2 separate regions of the Mus musculus genome follow, and region 1 is linked to region 2. A link is a contact called in public HiChIP or PLAC-seq data. All regions are on one chromosome and are shown on one strand. Each heading gives the region's core, a stretch centred on a gene start, on an enhancer-like site or on the middle of the called end of the contact. The rest is flanking DNA. Distances are from core to core; before and after follow the strand shown.

Region 1 (4,755 bases), core at 255-2,754, 110 kb before region 2:
CAGGGAGGATAGTCCCAACAGATAAATATAATAGAAGCCCTGCATGAAAGGCTCAGACTCAGATCACTACAGAAGAGGGTGCAGAAAGACTGAGAGCCAGAGCAGGGATTTCTCGTGGGGTTGTGTCTCCTAGGGATGTCAGAGAAGCTACACACATGAAGTCACTAACATGGCTACCTGAGCAAGGATGGCATCAGTGGACTTACCAACATGGATAGAGGGAAGACCACAAGGCCTCAACTCTAAACAGAGAATTTCAGGTAACCAAGGAATGCTGAGAGCAGGAGAAATAGTCCTGCAAGGAGAAAATATTCCTGCAAGTTAACTTAAAAACTGAACATGCCAGGCAGTGGTGGCACACACCTTTAATCCCAGCACTTGGGAGGCAGAGGCAGGCGGATTTCTGAGTTCGAGACCAGCCTGGTCTACAGAGTGAGTTCCAGGACAGCCAAGGCTATACAGAGAAACCCTGTCTCAAAAAACAAAAACAAAAAAACTGAACGCCTGCACGTGTTATACTTGTATATTTAAGTATAGACACACACGCATGCACGCACGCACACACACAGTCAGCCATTAAGGAAAAGCCATAAATTTGAGAAAGAATTCCCTTTGGATGTCTTCAGTATCTGATAATAGTCTGTCTATCCAGACTAGGAAGCTGTCTGTACATGCATCACTTTAAGGGAATTGCTAGGCTTTTCCTGATCTGAGCCACAAAGCCAGACCAAACAAAACTGGGCCTGGGAAAAGGCAGCTAGTGACACAGCCCCGGGGAGTGTGGAGCAAATGCTCAGGAAAACATGGAACTCCCAAGAGCAAACCCTTGTTCCTTTCTGGACATATGGCATTTAGGTCATCTGGAAAACGGACTAGGAATTGCCAGTCTTTTGCTCTGTTACTTCTGCGGAGTCCATTCTTTAAGACATCAATCATGAGCTAGGGGTGAGTCTCCATAGGGATGTTTATATAGCATGCATAAAAGAGGGTGTCCTTCACTTCATCCCTCAGAGGCTAGACTCTGTCCTTCTGACCTTCAATGCTCTAGATGCTGCCACATAAGCCAAGGAAACAAGAGTTGAGCTGAGCTCTCGGGCTGCAGCAGGGTGAGGGTTCACCACATTTAGCACCTTTGCCTCATTCCAACTTCCACTGCTCCCTTGATTTTCTTCTAACAGTCACAGGTGAGTATCAAACCATATACCCTGAAGAGAGACACCTTGGCTGTGAGATCCGGGAGGCAGGTGACTGGCCAGAGGACAGATGTGGAACAAGGAGCTGGCAGTGCCCTGCGGAAGCCCCTCAAAACCCTCACCAAATGGTTCTGGATTCTGAGCTGTATGGACAGGTGGAAAGTTCATCCGACCCTCAAGTCTTCAGATGAGTCTCCCTGATCCCGCCTGCCTGCCTGCCTGCCAAGACAGCAGCGACCTATGAAGGCAAACCACTTGCCTTGCCACCCAGTCAAGAGAAAGGAAAGCTCAAGTTGGCGAGCTTTCTAATTTGTATTCTGGACTTCACTGCCTTCCTGAATGGTGGCTGTGTTGTTTTGTTTGCTGACTTGTTCTTATGCAATGAGGGTTTTCCCCTTCTTTTTCTTAGCCTTCATTAGCACTTTTTAACCTTCAGAGTGGTGAAGCTTACAGATGTGAGCTAACCATACCTAGCTATAGGGCATTCCTTCTCCCCCCCTCCTACTCCTCCTCACCCACCTCCTTCTACACCTCCTCTCCCCCCTCCTCTTCTTCCTCTTTCTCCCCCTGCCTACTCTTTGTCCCCCTCCTCCTCTTTTTCTTCTTCTTCCTTTGATATAACAAAATAAAATATAAAATAAAACGAAAAACTATCACATCTGAGTTGTAGAAGATAAACCAGCAGCCCAAGAGAAGGCACAAGAATCAGACCCACTCATTTGCACACTCAGGAATTCCATAAAAACCACTAATCTGGAAGCCATAATGTATACATAGAAGACCTGACACAGACACGTACAGGCCCAGTGCATGCTACCTCAGTCTCTCTGAGCTCATATGAGCTTCACTTACGTTGATGAGGCCTTGTTTTCTTGGTTATCTTCCATTCCCTCTGGCTCTTATACTCTCATCTCCTTTCATTGAGTTTCCTGAGTCCTGAGGGGAAGGATTTGATGGAACACTTGACTCTAAATGAGATTGTTTTGAAGGTCTCACTCCCCAGTGTCTGTCTCTGGGTCTCCATTTTTGTTCCCATCTGCTGCAGGAGAAAGCTCTAATGATGGCTGAGCAAGAAAGGCACTTGTATCTGAGTATAGCTGTGTCACTATGACTCATTTCATTGCTTTGTGTTTTGTTTTAGAACACTAGTAGTTGGTTTTATCCTAGGTCTCTGAGCTATCTGGTCACAGGTTCTTGGCTACCCAAGCAGTGTTGAGTATGGTTCCATGTTAAGTGGGCCTTAAGTCAAATTAGATATTGGTTAGTAACTCCCACAAGCTTTGTGCCACCATTGCCCTAGCATGTCTTGTGATCACAGAGTTTATGGCTGACTTGGTGATTACGTTTTTCTTTTGGTGGTATGCAGAGTACCAGAAACACTAGAACGGGGTAAAGGCTCTATGTAGACACCAACTTGACTTCTCTATGTTCAATGAGGTGTCTAGGTGTTGTCATCAACACCTTGCTGGCAGTTTGTAGAGAGCAACCTATAGTCTTAGCAATAGCCTGAATTGTTTGGAAATTCCCATGGTAGCCCTTTAGCCAGCAACTCAATTGGATATAAGCAGTCCCAGTACTGGAAGCTTCATTTGGTGGCCAGTTGGGGCTCTGTCTCCCCCATTTTTTGGCAATTTCATTTAGATCATCTTTGTGTATGTATATGTGTTAGGAATCTTATACTGTACTAGGTTTCCATACTATCCTTCAAATGGCCTCAATTTATGTATATTTCCACCTGTGTTCCTCCTCATGTCCATCTCCTCTCCTGCTACCCACTTGATCCTCCTATTCCAGCCTCCCACCAATCCATCCATCCATCCATCCATCCATTTATCCATTCATCCATCCATCCATTCATCCATCCATCCATCCATCCATCCATTTATCCATAACTATTATATTTCTCTGTCCTAATGAGATCTACTTGTCCCCTTAGTTCCTTACTCTATACCTAACTTCTGTGGTTCTATAGATTGTATCTTAGTTATTATTGAACAGCTAATATTTACATATAAGTGAATACATACCATATTTATTTGGGTCTGCGTTATCTCAGGATTTTTTTTTCTAGTTCCATCCGTTTGCCAGCAAATTTTATGATGTTATTTTTTAATGGCTAAGTAATATTGCATTTTGTAAATGTACCACATTTTTTACCCATTCTTCTATTAAGGAATATTTAGGTTGTTTCCAATTTTTTGCTTTTATGAATAGAGCAATAATGATTATAGTTGAGCAAGTGTCTTGTGAGGTAGGATGAAGCATCCTTTGGGAATATGCCCAAGAGTGGTATAGCTGGATCATGAGGTAGATCAATTCTCATTTTGAGAAACCACCACACTGATTTCCATAGTGGCTATACAAGTTTGCACTCCTACCAGGAATGGATAAATGTTCCCCATATTCCACATCTTTGCCACCATGAGTTGTCACTTGTTTGCTTGCCTGCCTGCTTTTTTTTTTTTTTTTTTTTTTTTTCTGAGACAGGCCTTCTCTGTATAGTCCTTGCTATACTCTGCATCTTTGTCAGCATGAGCTGTCGCTGTGTGTGTGTGTGTGTGTGTGTGTGTGTGTGTGTGTGTGTGTGTGTGTATCATCTATCTGGTCAATTTGGTTGCTCTGAAGACCAGGTTGGCCTGGACTCACAGAGATTTGCCTGACTCCTCGGCCTCCCTCCTGAGTGCTGGAATTAAAGGTGTGTACCACGACAGCCCAGCAACTTGAGGTTTTCAGCCCTACAAGCCTTTCACTTTCTTGGTTTGAGTTACACCAAGATATTTTATATTTGAGGCTACTGTGAAAGGTGTTTTTTCCCTGATTTTTTTCTCAGTTTGTTTGTCATTTGTATACATTTGTTTTATGAGTTAATTTTGTATCCAGTGACTTTGCTGAAAGTGCTTATCAACTGAAGGAGTTTTCCAATGATATTTTTATACACTTATATATATAATTATATCACTATAAATAAAGATACTTTGACTTCTTCCTTTCTAGTTTGTATCTCCTTGATCTCCTTCAGTTGTCTTACTGTTCTAGGTAAGACTTCTAGTACTATATTGAATAGGTGTGAAGACAGTGGGCAATCTTGTCTTGTCCTGATTTCATTAATATTGCTTTGAGTTTATCTCCCCTTAAGTTGATGTTGGTTATGGGCTTGTTGTAAACTGTCTTTACTATATTGAGTTGTGACCCTTGTATCCCCAATCTCCCAGGACTTTTATCATGAAGGCTATTGGATTTGTCAAAGACCTTTTCTGTGTCTAATGAAATGGTCATATGGTTTTTATCTTTTAGTTTGTTTATATGGTGAATTACATTTATCTCTTTATATATGTTAAACAGCACCCTAATATCTCTGGGATAAGGCCTACTGTATCATGGTGGGTGATCTTTTGATGTGTCCTTAGATTTGGTTTGCATGTATTTTTGCATCTATGTTCATAAGAAAATTGGCCTGAAATTATGTTTCTTTGTTGGATCTCTACATGGTTTGGGTATCAGGATAACTGTGAACTAGTAAAATGAACTGGGCAATGTTTATTGTATTTTTATTTTGTGAAAT
Region 2 (5,010 bases), core at 2,495-4,994:
TACCAGCATCACAGCTCAAGCCAGAAAAGCTCACTATGAAATTTCACAAAGAACCTAAAACCACTTCAATGAAGCATATTACTGTACAATACAGACCTTTAATGGAAAGAGGAAAGCAAATTCCTGTACAATAAAACTGCATAGTCCTTTTTTTAGAAAGCGAACATCAAAGGTAGCACAGTATGCATGTAGTCTGTGAGAACAGTGTGTCCACGCGACTACACAGCTGCCAGGGAGCTTCCCAGGTCTGCCCTGCAAGTTCAATGTGAGGTTCAGTGGTGTGTGCTACTGTACCCAAAGCCAGAGCAGTGCCATCTGCCCAGGACTCTCCCAGTGGGAGAGAGGAGATGGCTGAAGGGCCTGTAGAGGAGGCTGCTGCTGTCCAGTCCTTTCCACTGCAAGAGGGAATGCAACAAGTTGCAAGTCTGAGACAAAGTTGCAGTGCCCTTCACTTCGCAGCTGTTAGTCTGTCCTTGCATGTGCTCACAGGACAGGATGAGAGCTCTTCTTGCTGGCCTAAGCCAGGGCTTCACCAAGGTCGCTTCCATCGTCCTCATTGTCCTCCTCCTCTTCCCTCTTCTCTTTGAGCATTTTCAGGTACTTACTAGCTAAAATCTTCTTTGGTAATATATCTTAAAAGCGGAAAACATTGTCAATAATTGGTTATGGTGAACTATGACTACAATGATTCAAGTTTCAAAATGTATCATTTCCACCTTTAACTCTAGAACACCTTCTAAAGCAGATGAAATCCAGGTATGATTCTAGGTGAAGAGTCACAGAAACAGGCAGTTTCCTGGCGCATGCTTACAAAATCGTTCACATTCCACAGCTGGTAAACACGTTTTGTGAACAGCACTGTCCAAGCTAGCTGAGGGAGGCTGAGCTGGCCCCTGGGCTAGACTGAAGCTCTTTCTAGCCAGAGCCTGCTCCATGGCTGCGTGCATGCTCTGTCTAGGGGTGCTGGGGGTACAGGACAAGCTCTAAGTGAGTCGGCTTGGCCAGGGAAGCACCTGCATACTGTTGGCTTCTTGGTGGGCTCAAATGGAGAAGGCTAGTAATATCTCCCTGTGCCAGATCAGGGTAAACTGAGGCACCAAGCAGAACAAAGGGAAGAAGAGCTCACACTACAAGGTTTGTTTGTTTTTGTTTTTGTTTGTTTTTTTTTTTAACAGAATGCCCCAAAGGTTAAGTACCTGCGAGAAACTGAAGTGTCTCCGAGTCCTCTGCAGTGCTGGCTAAGTCGCTGTACGTCAGTGCTTTCTTGGCTTTGCCACTTCCGTGTCTGTAGGAACAGGTGGCTAGGTACTGAACAAAGAGCTCCTAAACCAACACAAAGAAAATCAAACGAGAGGGCTCGGTCAAAAACCCACCGCACATTTTATAAGCTTAACACTCCATTAATACTTCAGATTATCTTGGTTCCTCGATTCAAATGACAGGAAATCAGTTTACAAGAGACAGAAACATAAGACCAGAAAGGAAGCAGCAGGCAGTTAGTTCCCAGCTGAGCTTAGGTGTATAACATAAATATTTACAAATGATTACAGGGGTATCAAAAATATTTACAAGTGGTTTCAGGGAGTGCTGTGATCCATACCTATCATATCAACACTCAGGTGGAGGTAGGAGGCACAGGGAAGCAAGGGCAGCTATGGCTATATATCAAGTTCAAGGCCAGTCTGAGCTAAATGAGCTGCTGTCTAAAAGGGAGGAAGGGGTGGGGTGTTACCAGCCTACACAAAATGGAGTAAAAGGCCAGGCAGTGGTGGTGCATGCCTTTAATCCCAGCACTTGGGAGGCAGAGGCAGACCTATCTGAGTTAAAGGCTAACCTGGTCTACAGAGTTCCAGGACACCCAGATCTACACAGAGAAACTATGTCTTGAAAAATGAAAACCAATCAACCAAATTACATCTGGCTTGCAAAGGACTATATTACAGACATAAGGTGCCAGGCGTCTGTGTCTATTTCAGTCCCTTGTTTTCTCATAACTATAATAAAAATCAAAAACCTCAGACTGAAAAATGACATCTCATTTTGCCCAAATACCTTCTAGGTACAGAACTGACAAGAGCCCAATGCTCAGAAATAAAAACTGAACCTTCCCCAGGGTTCAGTATTATCTCAGCTAGTACGTGATCAGAGAACTGTCTGCATAGTGATTAGGTCCTTAACACTAGAATGAAGCTTACAAAAAAAATGTGAATCCTAGCACCACACAGAAATAAGAGGAAGACCACCATGATCTTTTCCTTTTTTTTTGTTTTTTGTTTTTAAATAGGTTCTACTTTTTTGTTGTTGTTGTTGTTGTTTTTTTTTTTTTTTTTTTTTTTTTTTTTTGAGACAGGGTTTCTCTGTGTAGCCCTGGCTGTCCTGGAACTCACTCTGTAGACCAGGCTGGCCTTGAACTCAGAAATCCGCCTGCCTCTGCCTCCCAAGTGCTGGGATCAAAGTCATGCGCCACCATTGCCCAGCCACCACCATGATCTTAAGATGATTTAGAAATGAGACATGTATAGTTTACATGTAAATATACACCACTGTCTAAAAGGGGCTTGTTATCCTAAGATTTGTATTTGGCTTTGGAGGACCAATCCAAAGATACTGGGGAACTATTGTTATTTTATCAGGATCTACTTAAGGTTGACTCTATTGCAGTCACAAGATTTGTACCTTTGTCCCTAGTCCAAAATATTGTAAAAAAAAAAAAAAAAAAAAAAAAATGCCACGCACTGAATGAAGTTCTAGAAGCAGAGGCTGGAAAAGAAGGTAGAGCCAATAGTCATGGCTGGGTCTCAGAACAATAAGGTTCCCGGCCTACCACTATCGAAACCAAACTTTAAACCAGGAGTGGGGTCAGGAAATTTTAATCGCCGTACTCAGAAGGGCCAAGACCAAGGTGGCAGGGTGTGGTGGCACAAGCCTTAAACCCCAGCAACACTTGGTAGGCTGAGACAAGCAGATCTCTTTCGAGTTCAAGGTAATTCTGGTGGTTTACAGAGCTCCAGGATAGGGAAAACATACTGAGAGATGGCTGGAAATATAGAACAAAATAAGAAGACAAAGCGATGTGTGTTGGGAGGGGACTATGCGGTTATAATTTAACTTGTGACAGCGGATGTCTGCGTAAACTCTGACTACCTCCAGAGTCCTGAGGGCTGAAGAGCCCTAGACAGCCTTGCAAGCCGTCCTGGAAGCTTGGAGAACCTTCCCGCATCTTCCTGGGGGAAGTCAGAGTCAGCCCGACCTCCCGCACGACATAGACCCGCCTCAACTCGCGCACGCAGCCGAACCCTTAACTACGCGTGCGCGAGGCCCAGCGGGGAGTGACGCGGGAGGCGGGGCGCAGAGGACGCTGGGAGCCAGACGATCCTGCAGAGCGAAAGCGGCGCAGTGGGCGGAGCTGAGCCCGCGGGAGGGGAGGAGGAGGTGTGTAGCGCGCAGACGCAAGAGAAAGAGGCGCCGCGCGGCCCCCGCAGGGCAGCCAAAGGCCAAGGCGCGTGTGTGCGGAGCCCGAGGGGCGGTTGGTGCCCGCGCCCGCCCCTCTCGTCGCCCCGCCGGCCGCTCACCGTGGCCTTGGCCGTGAGCACCAGCGCCTCCTGGTTGATGCTCGACACCTCGGGAGAGCTCTTCATGATGACTCGGATGCGGGACAGGGGCAATGACACGAGCCGCTGGTCCCCGCACTTTTCCTTCCCCACGGCCGCGTCCGCCATCTTCCGCGTCCGTCCCGGGCGGCCCGTGATGCTTCGCGCGGCCGCGCCTGCGCAGACGCTGTGGAGCGCGGTGGCCCGAAAGCCTGGGAGCCGGCGCCCGGGAAAATCCCTCTCGGAAACGCCGGGGCAGTCTCCCGGAAGAAGCGCTCTCAGGCGTCCGAGTGCTTGCTCGGGCAGTCCCGAGCTGCACAGATTTGTCCTTTCAAAAACTGGAGAGATGTCTTAGGAGGTCATGTTCTGGAGGGAATCAAACGAACCATGGCAACAGTTTGGCCAGAGGAATAGGGAGGAAAGGCGGCCACTACCCATGTCTTTCTTGAGGCGTATGGGGATTAGCCTGCTAAGCAGACAGGTGAACTGAATGGTCCTAGAGTCTTCTGTAATCCCACCACAATGCCAAAAGGATCACCAAGAGTTCTAGCCAGCCTGGCCACACAAGGTCTTGTTGAAGAAGATGGGCCATGACTTTAGAATGAAGACTATTAGAAACATCCTATCAAGTGGTCTGGAGGGAGCGTCCAAGAATATCAGAAAGTGGGACTCCACGGCAGATGAAACCGTGAGACCGTGGACTTTTGCTTAGATGAGCTGTGGAGTAAACTTGGGAGAGTAAAGTTGATGTGGTCTGAAGAGAACAAAAACTCCTAAGATGGCACTAAATATAGTTGGAGGAACTAAATCGGCAGGGTTTTATAGATTGGATCATGTTTGGTTTTAGTGTCGTCATTACCGTAGTATATCCTAGTCCAATAAACATAAGATACAACTGTCCCTCAGTATCTATTGGGGGATTGGTTCTAAGATCCCCACACATACTGAAATTGTACATGCTGAAAAGTCTTTTTTTTTTTTTTTTTTTTTTTTTTGTGTGTGTGTGTGTGGTTTTTTGAGACAGGGTTTCTCTGTATGGCCCTGACTGTCCTGGAACTCACTTTGTAGACCAGGCTGGCCTCGAACTCAGAAATCCCCCTGCCTCTGCCTCCGGAGTGTGTGCGCCACCACGCCCGACAGAAAAGTCTTAAATACAAAAGACGACAACTGCATAACGCCTAGGCACATTCTCATACAATACCCATGTCTTCTTGATTAAGTGCTTCGTGAATGCCATATGAGTAGTTGCTGGACTGTTAGGGAACAATGATGAGAGATTTCTACATGTCCAGTCAGCAGGGATGGGTTTTGTTTTGTTTTGTTTTGTTTTTTTTCCTGAATACTTTGTATCCCAGGTTGTTTGAGACCATAGATGTAGAACTTATATCCAGTGTTAGTGTCAGGCACGAAGGCACAGTTG

What was found. HiChIP or PLAC-seq counts read pairs in DNA pulled down with a chosen protein or histone mark.
Region 1: an H3K4me3 HiChIP or PLAC-seq map of neural progenitor cells shows a contact between it and region 2, with 4 times the contacts expected there. The contact joins the enhancer-like site here to the promoter of Chrac1 in region 2. A contact is called at or near these places in 1 of 39 promoter capture datasets (macrophages), 1 of 15 datasets of contacts at CTCF or cohesin (the NIH/3T3 cell line), 1 of 484 Hi-C or Micro-C datasets (bone marrow-derived macrophages), 17 of 115 datasets of contacts at active chromatin or transcription factors (the 230-238 cell line, the SCID.adh cell line, bone marrow-derived macrophages and 13 more) and 4 of 9 other capture datasets (adipose tissue, liver, macrophages and 1 more).

What each region holds. Positions count from the first base shown.
Region 1 is chr15:73,198,885-73,203,639 of GRCm38.p6, reverse strand. No RefSeq gene overlaps it. Among named protein-coding and RNA genes, the nearest start is that of Ago2, 16 kb to the right of the region's middle. Within about 2 kb of position 1,504, at least 28 of the 459 cell types and tissues checked have an H3K27ac peak or open chromatin away from gene starts, as enhancers often do. A contact at or near this core is called in epiblast stem cells, neural progenitor cells and stem cell-derived neural progenitor cells, where this site is marked.
Region 2 is chr15:73,089,146-73,094,155 of GRCm38.p6, reverse strand. It overlaps Chrac1 (chromatin accessibility complex 1), which reads right to left and starts at 3,744. Exons shown (of 3, transcript NM_053068.3): 1 at 3,573-3,744; 2 at 1,197-1,323; 3 at 81-632. The coding sequence starts at 3,719. The coding sequence ends at 517.